Linked DNA regions of Zea mays: regions 1 and 2 are each linked to region 3. Evidence: chromatin contacts called from public Hi-C data. All regions are on one chromosome and are shown on one strand. The core of a region is the stretch at or near the end of the contact, and the rest is flanking DNA. Distances in the headings are between cores, read along the strand shown.

Evidence for each region. A called contact is a pair of places that touch in the nucleus more often than the background predicts.
Region 1: a contact with region 3 is called in a Hi-C map of leaf, with 3 times the contacts expected there. The contact joins the promoter of LOC103627151 here to the promoter of LOC101202729 in region 3. A contact is called at or near these places in 4 of 25 Hi-C or Micro-C datasets (ear, leaf and tassel).
Region 2: a contact with region 3 is called in a Hi-C map of endosperm, with 3 times the contacts expected there. The contact joins the promoter of LOC100193617 here to the promoter of LOC101202729 in region 3. A contact is called at or near these places in 5 of 25 Hi-C or Micro-C datasets (bundle sheath, ear, endosperm and 1 more) and 1 of 3 datasets of contacts at active chromatin or transcription factors (leaf).

Annotation. Positions count from the first base shown.
Region 1 is chr5:162,985,688-162,988,387 of Zm-B73-REFERENCE-NAM-5.0, reverse strand. It overlaps LOC103627151 (inositol-tetrakisphosphate 1-kinase 4), which reads right to left and starts at 1,375. Exons shown (of 1, transcript XM_008647458.4): 1 at 1-1,375. The coding sequence starts at 1,070.
Region 2 is chr5:163,632,860-163,635,559 of Zm-B73-REFERENCE-NAM-5.0, reverse strand. It overlaps LOC100193617, which reads right to left and starts at 1,442. Exons shown (of 22, transcript NM_001358847.1): 1 at 1,162-1,442. The coding sequence starts at 1,251.
Region 3 is chr5:163,242,530-163,245,229 of Zm-B73-REFERENCE-NAM-5.0, reverse strand. LOC101202729 (5-amino-6-ribosylamino-2,4(1H,3H)-pyrimidinedione 5'-phosphate reductase) reads left to right here and starts at 1,356. Exons shown (of 9, transcript NM_001279545.1): 1 at 1,356-1,799; 2 at 2,535-2,669. The coding sequence starts at 1,356.

The DNA of each region.
Region 1 (2,700 bases), core at 126-2,625, 260 kb after region 3:
CTGGGCTCGGCCTCTGCCTCTGCCTCTGCCTGCCTCGCCTCCGCCCCCGGGGCAGGCCGCTCATCGATGCTTCTGCTGCGAGAGCGAAGCCTCTCCAGGAAGAATTCAGTGAGGACAGGCTCAAAGCCGGGCATTTTGGAGTAGCCCGGGCAGTAGTTGATGTCGAGGACGAGGTACTTATTGGCGTCGCCGCCTGCAGCGTCGTCCCTCGTCCGGATGAGGTCGAAGTTGATGAGGTGCAGGCCCACTGCCCGCCGGATCTCGCGGGCGACCCTGTCGACGAAGTCCTGGGGCGGCGGTACCACCTTCTCGGAGCCCTCGTCGCCGCCGCTGGGGGCGAGGAGGGAGATGTTGGCGAAGGGGGCCGCGGCGGCGGCGGCGGGGTCCCGGAGGCGCTCCGGCGGCACGTCCGGCAGGCTGCTCCGCACCACGCACGTGGCGCGGTCGCCCACCACGTACACCTTGAAGAGCACGCCGCCGTGGTTGGCGAACTCCTGCAGCACGAGCGGCGGGCGGCCGCGCAGGCCGCGCAGGCCCTCGCGGCGGTACACCAGGCAGAGGTCGTGCGACGCCGCGCTGCCGTCCACCTCCACGGGCTTGGCGACGAGCGGGAACCGGAGGCCGCCGAGGCCGAGCACGTCGTCGGCGGCGGCGTCGGCGGCCTGCTGCAGGGCCCCGGCGTCGTGGACCATGACCTGCCTGGGCACGGCCACGCAGTCGAGCCCCGAGACGACGTCCAGCATGGTGAAGCGGTCCAGGATGCGGTCGATGGCGGCGGGCGGGTCGATGATTGGGACGTCCGGGTGGAGCGCCGAGAAGGCCTCCAGCCGCGCGCGCCACGCCTGGCCGTACAGCTTGTGCACGACGAGGTCCAGCTGGGGGCCCTGCTCCGCGAGCGGCCTGGAGGCGTCGAGCGCCACGAGCCGGATGCCGTGCTGCGCTGCCAGGTCGATGAACGACGGCTGGACGAAGGTATCGTGCTTGTTGGGCAGCATCGCGTAGCCGATGGTGTATGCGGCGCGAGGCCGCGGCGAGCTGCCGCCTGAGGACTGGCACTGCTCCGCCGCCATTGACTTGGTGGACTATCGCTCTAGCCGGAGGCAATTCGTAGTCGTAGCCGCCCGTGTGTGTATCTTAAGTAGCACAGCACAGCAGTACCAAAAGAAAGGTACAGTACAGCTCTAGGCGGACTGGCACTGCTCTTGCTCGAATCAGATGCGAAGTTGTTAATTAGACGGTACAGCTTGATCGTCTATATCCATCCATATACATATAACAACCCTTGTATATCTTATCTTTTGTATTAGCTATACTGAGGGCTTTTTGGTGTAGGTGTAGGCAATCACCACGTTAATAATCCATCGCTTAACATAGTACCGAAGCCTTCTTCACCAACGAGAGATCCCACAATCACTACCTTCTGTATGCCTAGTAGCTCGCCACCGACACCTGGTTATCATGGCCGGTTCATCATCATCCATTGGAAGCTTCAACATCCTCAGCCATCAAGTCCACGAAAAGCTTACTCAAGAAAACTTTCCTCTATGGAAAGCTCAAGTGCTGCTGGCAGTGCGTGGGGTTCAACTTGTTGAGCTCTTCGAAGGCATTGAGAAGAAACCGAACACAAAAGCCAAGAGAAAGTGCTCAATCTAAGACTCTCTCCAGCAGTCAGCAGCTTACCCATATTCAAACTTCACTATACGAACAATGCAGAACAGTGCAAAATAGTGCTTTTGGGTAAACTATGAATAGACTGTTGCAGACGGTTTACAGTGCAGAACAATGCAAAACCATGCTTTTTAGTAAACTATGGATAGACTTCTGCACACGGTCTAAGAGTACCAGGCATGGCTCACTCAAGATGCTCAATTGTTGAGCCATCTCAATTCCACCATCATCTCTAAGGAGGGGTTGGCGCAAGTCAATTAATTCATGCACCACGTCGCACGAAGGTATGGAAAGAGATCAACCATAGTTTTAGGTCCCAACTTATGCTTTTTGTTTATTAGCGCATTTACGTTGGTCAAACAACCCCATGTGCACAACCAGACAAATGCCCATTCAAATATCTTGGCATCCTGATGCATTTCCGAAAACTGTCGAATGCGGATTGGAATATAATTGAACAGCGGTTTGAGAAGAACCTTTGTAATTGAAAGAGCAAGCACTTGTGGTCCCCTGGTACTGATTAATTCGGTAGTAACTAGCATAGTTATGTTCATACTATCCTTCTTTGAGATACCTAGAAGTATTCTTCAGAAGTTGAATTACTTTCGGTCCCGTTTCTTTTGGCAGTCAGATGAGCATAAGGAAAAAATATCATCTTACTAGATGGAGCGTTATTTGTCAGCCTAGGGATCTCGAGGGCCTGGGAGTGAAGGACCTATATGTGCAAAACCAATGCTTGCTAAGCAAGTGGCTATTTAAACTAACGAATGAAGATGGCATGTGGCAAAGAATGATGTGGAGGAAATATTTGAAAGACAAAACTATAGGTCAGGTCCAAAAGAAACCAAGGGATTCCTAGTTCTGATCTGGTCTTATGAAGGTGAAAGAAAAAAAATTGAGTATGGGGACGTTTCGGGTGAATAATGGAGTTAATGTGCAGTTCTAGTAAGATAAATGGTTAGGCATTTTTACACTGCAACATAGATATCCTTCGTTGTATAATATAGTTCAAAGGAAAAATGTGTCTGTAGC
Region 2 (2,700 bases), core at 193-2,692, 390 kb before region 3:
AATTGGAGGAATAGGGGTGTCCTTCACTTTTTAATGCCAAATCAAAGCATTTGATCACACACAGAGAATTAACCCTAAGCAGAATGTGTTCATCTTTCTAAATTACAATTCAAAAGGTACAGGATACCTCTAAATTACCATGAACTGATCATGACACTAGAAAGGGAAAGTTGGATATGTACCGTTAAAAGATTACAACTTTAGATATATACCATTGCTATCTCACTTACGTGTGGGGTTCACATGAGTCAATGACATGTGGAGCCCATGGTATATATCTAAAGTTGCAATCTTTTAATGGTATAAATCTAATTATTCCCACTAGAAAATGCATCAAATTACTTAGAAAGCTCATCAAATAATCAAAGACTGAGCAAACAACACTCAGTGCACCATCTTGACCAATATATGTTACACAAGTATCACAACTGGAAGCTTTTAAGCCAATCCAATCAGCTGACCCAAAAAACGAAAATGTTTTGTGGTAAATGTACTATTAAAAGCGAAATTGGAACAACCACCAAAAGTTAGCACCCTAACCTCAGTTTTAATCCTTTGCAACTGCCAAACAGAATTTGTAATCACGATAACAATAAAACAAATAATGGGATACTTTGGAACACCAGTACGGATTTCAAAAACGACACCTTCATATTGTGATCGACTATGTAGCCCATTTGAATATGTTGACCCGCTAACCTATCTGTGCTCGAACAGTTAATCGAGTCACCAACTTTTTGGCATCGCCTCGCAGTGTAACTGATATTACTGTAGGAGACCCCAGAAAACTTAATGAACCTAACAACTCAAACCCGCTGCAACAGTACAGTCAGTACCAAATTACCGCAGTACAGCAGTGAAACTTGCACAAGTACCGAGCACGATACCACGAAAACACACACGAACCCTGTGCATCGGAATAATCAGAGCACCAACGACGAATACAAAGGCCCCCTGGAAAAAAAACCAAGCGCTCGAAGTATCGACCTCCCAGATTCGCGCACATCGAGCCCCCAGATTCGCGCGCGGATCACCTCGAAGACCCAGCTATCGACTCGCGATCAAACAGTAACAAGACGCCTTCAGAGGGGTTTGGATACTGAGGAGGAGCTGAGGTCCACCATCGGGTGACGAGACTACGGAAGGCGACGAGGCGCTCACCTGGTTGAGACTCTCCTCTGCAGCTTTGCGCTCCTCAGGAACGTGACTGAGCGCGGCGCGCAGCACGACGGCGAGGCTTGGCAGATCCATGTCCACCTGCGCCAGCGGCTGCAGGTTGTGCCAAAGAGACTGGAGGGCGGAGGCGGAGACCAACCTAGCCCGGGGGGGCAGGACTCAGGCTCGGGCTCCGCCGCCGCCGCGAGGGGACGGGGGTGGAGAGCGCTGAGTGGGCCGTGCGGGCGTGGGGGTGGCGGTCTCTCCTCCTTTTTGGCGTCGCGAGGTCTTCGGGGCGGGGGCGTGCGGGAGAGAGGCAGGGATCAAAATGTATTTAACCCTAGGGTTTGGTCCGGGTGCGGCGCGAAGGGTGGGTTGGTGACCATGGGATGTTATGCTGACAGATCGGACCCAGCAGTCAGGAGATCCTCTGTGCCGGACTGACCGGCCTCGCTGGTGGCTGCGGCTGCCAGCAGGGGTCACCTGCCGGGGCAAGCACAGAGCCGCAGAGAGACAGCTCACAGCTGGTTGCCTGGTTACAGCGCCTCTATCATTTCGCTCGTTTTGGATTAGACACGCCAAACGCCGATTGGTCGAAATTCCTACATTAGAAGATGGAGTTTTCCTTTACATTAGAAGATGGAGTTTTCCTTTAGGGATAATTTAGGAGTCACAAAATTAAAAGGGATTAGAGGGGCTACAAAATCGAAGGGGATTGAATAAACTTTGACTAGCAAACTAGACCTCATGGAGATGTAAACGCGGAAACTCGGTAAACAAAGACGGATTCCCCATCTCGTTCCTCGCGGAGACCCGTTAAACATGCACATGACGATGTTTTCGTATACTACTTAATAATAAAATTAATTAATTATCTTATCAAGAGATTACTCATTGTACAAATGTGTTATTTTTTATGTACACATAATAATTTCTTACATCTCACAATATATAGAAGTAATGATGTTTTGCGTTAATAACAAAGAATCTATATCCTAATTATAATTTAAGCGGGATCCCAATCCCCACTTAAATCTCCGTCGTGGATTTATCCCGTAGAAGATGGGGAAGAAATGCACCCTGCAAGCGTTTGTGGATATCCCTGGGGAAGTTTTTATGTCGTGAGGAAGGAGATGGGGAGGTATTCCCCGACAGCGAATTACTCATTGTCATCCTTGTCATCCCTAGATTCAATCTCTACTACTCTATAAGGACGCAAGGAGGGCGTCCACTGTAATACCCAACTTTGAAATATAAGAGAAAGAAATAAATCTTCATGTGTAGTACCTTTTCATTCATGAAAAGTATTAGAAGGCAAAGGTAAAGTGGATAATTCCTTAATAAAATATGCATCATGCTGAATTTATTTTGTGTGAGTGCATTCACTGAAAATAGTGATTACATAAATGGGAATTAAGACTTGGTTTACAATTTAGAATTTGAAATAATAAAGAAAGAGAGGAAAGATGCCATGAAGGAAATACCTACATAAAACATTATACCGTGTTCATCACTAGATTTGAATTTGTACAATTGAAATATGAA
Region 3 (2,700 bases), core at 107-2,606:
TGGAGATGCTCTTAGGCTTCGTTTGGATCCTATGAATTGAATTTCATTCTAATAATCGTAATTTACACATAGATAAATTAAGCTAATATGGTTCTATATAGAATATATTTGTATACAATTGTTGACCTAGGATATATATTTATGTGCTATATTTTTATTATAGAGGAGCGAGGTGAAGAGCGTGTTATAAGTTGTTGTTGGCTCTGATTTGGGACCAAACACTAGGGATGTACCTTCTGGTGGTGCTCTCTGCGGGAGCATGGACGGTCCCTAGCTCTGGCCGGACAATCCGCGACCTCGCTGCAGGAGTGAATTCTCTTCGTGTCACATCGGATGGTCCACACGGTGCTTGGATGGTCCGCGATGGGGCAAGGGTCTTCTTCTCCAGCAGAACCCTAGATCTCACATCTCGGTAGAGACCCCATCGGGACAAAAGATCTAGAGGTGCTTCGGGATCAGCAGGTCACTCGGGGCATTCCAAAATGACGTAGAGCCATAGATGGATTAACAAATTAGGTCGAGGAAGACTAATTACTGCTATTCCTAGGGCAAGGAAGTAAAGGAAACGATAAACAAAAGTAAATAAAGTAGACAATATTGATTTGGATCGATTGTAGGAGAAAGTTTGAACCCGTTACTAGACGTTCCCTAATAGAATTCACGTAATTAGATGGATAAGCATACATTGACAAGGGAGCTTGGAATTAGGGAGATTAGAATATTTGAGAGGATGATGAAAATAAGGAATTTAGGGGATGATATAGATATAGAGGGAACTTTTGCAGATAATACATACAATGGGGCCATAATTTAGAAACACTGAATTTAGGGCTGAACTTAGGGCTTGTTTGTTTCGGTTTCTGCCATAATCGGTTTCTAACCGCCAAACGCTTCACTTTTTAATCCAATTTTGTGATAATCATTTTTAAATCGTCTAAGTCAACATCGATGTAGAATCCATCGATTTGTCGTGAGAGGGGAACCTTCCACTTTCTAAACTATAAATATACAAATTCACCCATCTTCCTCTGTATGTAAGTTTCACGATATTCAGATTCTCGTATTAGCTAGATCTATTTATAGTTTTTTTTGTCCCAATCAATCCCTCAATTTTGGAACAATTGGATCTATACCATTAAAAGATCCAAACTTTAGATATATACCATGGACCCCACATGTCATTGACTCATGTGGACCCACATGTAAGTGAGATAGTAATGGTATGGATCCAAAGTGGTGATCTTTTAATGGTATGATCCAAATTTCCCCTCAATTTTACGTCTCATCCGCTCCAGCATCCAGCCTGGCAAAACGCCGCCACGGCTCCCAGCCCCAGACCGCTGCATCCGCTGAACATGCCGCTGCCTCAGCCGCTGCTCGGCGGCGCCTCGCCCGCTCCGGCGCGAGCGGCCTCATCCTTCCTCCACCCCCTTCTCCACACGCGCCACCGCGTCTCCACTGCACCTGCCGCTGCCTCCTCCTTCGTGCCTGCATCTCACTCCTCCCACGCGAACGACGCCATGCTCCTCCGCCGTGCCGCCGACGTGGCCGACCGTTCTGCGGGACTCACCTCCCCGCACCCGAACTTCGGGTGCGTCATCGCACGGCCCCAGCTTAATACCGACAGCGCTGATTCCTGGGTGGTCGGCGAAGGGTTCCTCTATGCGCAGGGGACGCCCTGCGCCGAGCTCCTCGCCTCACAGGAGGCCGGTGAGCACGCGCGCGGCGGCACGGCATACCTCAATCTCGAGCCTGGGGACTGCTTTGGTGACAACACAGCCGTCGGATCCCTCGTCCAGGTGCTCAACGGAATTGCCTTCCATATATTCCGCCCCATATGACCATATGTTTCCTCCGAGTTTGATATTTAAAATAAAATGCACTTCAGACTCCCTCGGTTTTCAGATGTCATGAAACCACCTGGGCTAATATTGTAACACCTGGGTTAGGGTTCTATACATAGTGAGACTTTCAGGGGTTTAAACTGTTTGCAGAAACGGTAGGAAAAACGAATTAGATCAACCAACAAATTACAGAGCACGACACACATTGGAAAACCCTTCAATGCGAAGAGAAAAACTACAGACACTAGCCAGGCGAAACCTTCATCACTATATGTGGAGTGTTTACAGAACACCATCCGTGGACGGCAGCTTACAAGAGAAGTAAAAAGACGACACGCAGTAAACCCTATTTAGGGTTGCTAATATATACCGCGGCGACGAGCCTCCGCTCGCCAACACGGTCTCCATATGCAGAATTTGGATCATAAACTCAACATAAACCATTATGTTAATCATTAATCATCAGTAGATGAATGGACAATCAACGAATGTATGCTGTTGTCCCAGCACCTAAGCAACAAACTGTCTTGTGGAGTAGTCTCTGTCACCGAACATCATTATGAGGTTTTATTTGGTCCTTGTGCATTTGTCCATATGATCCTTGTTGCAATACACTTAGTTTAACACACTGGCATTAACTTGACAAGTTGGCATCAATGTATATAAGTAGTTTGCTAATAATTTTAGTAGGCAGGAATTACAAGAGTTGTGGTGGGTCTTAGACATCCCTTGAAGCACTTGAGAGGGAAGGCAATTCAAGCATTACGAAATGAAGGCATTCAAGTTGATGTTGTGGGGGAGGATCTGCAGAGTAAATTGTTCAAGGTGACTCTTTGTTTATACTTTAATACATAGG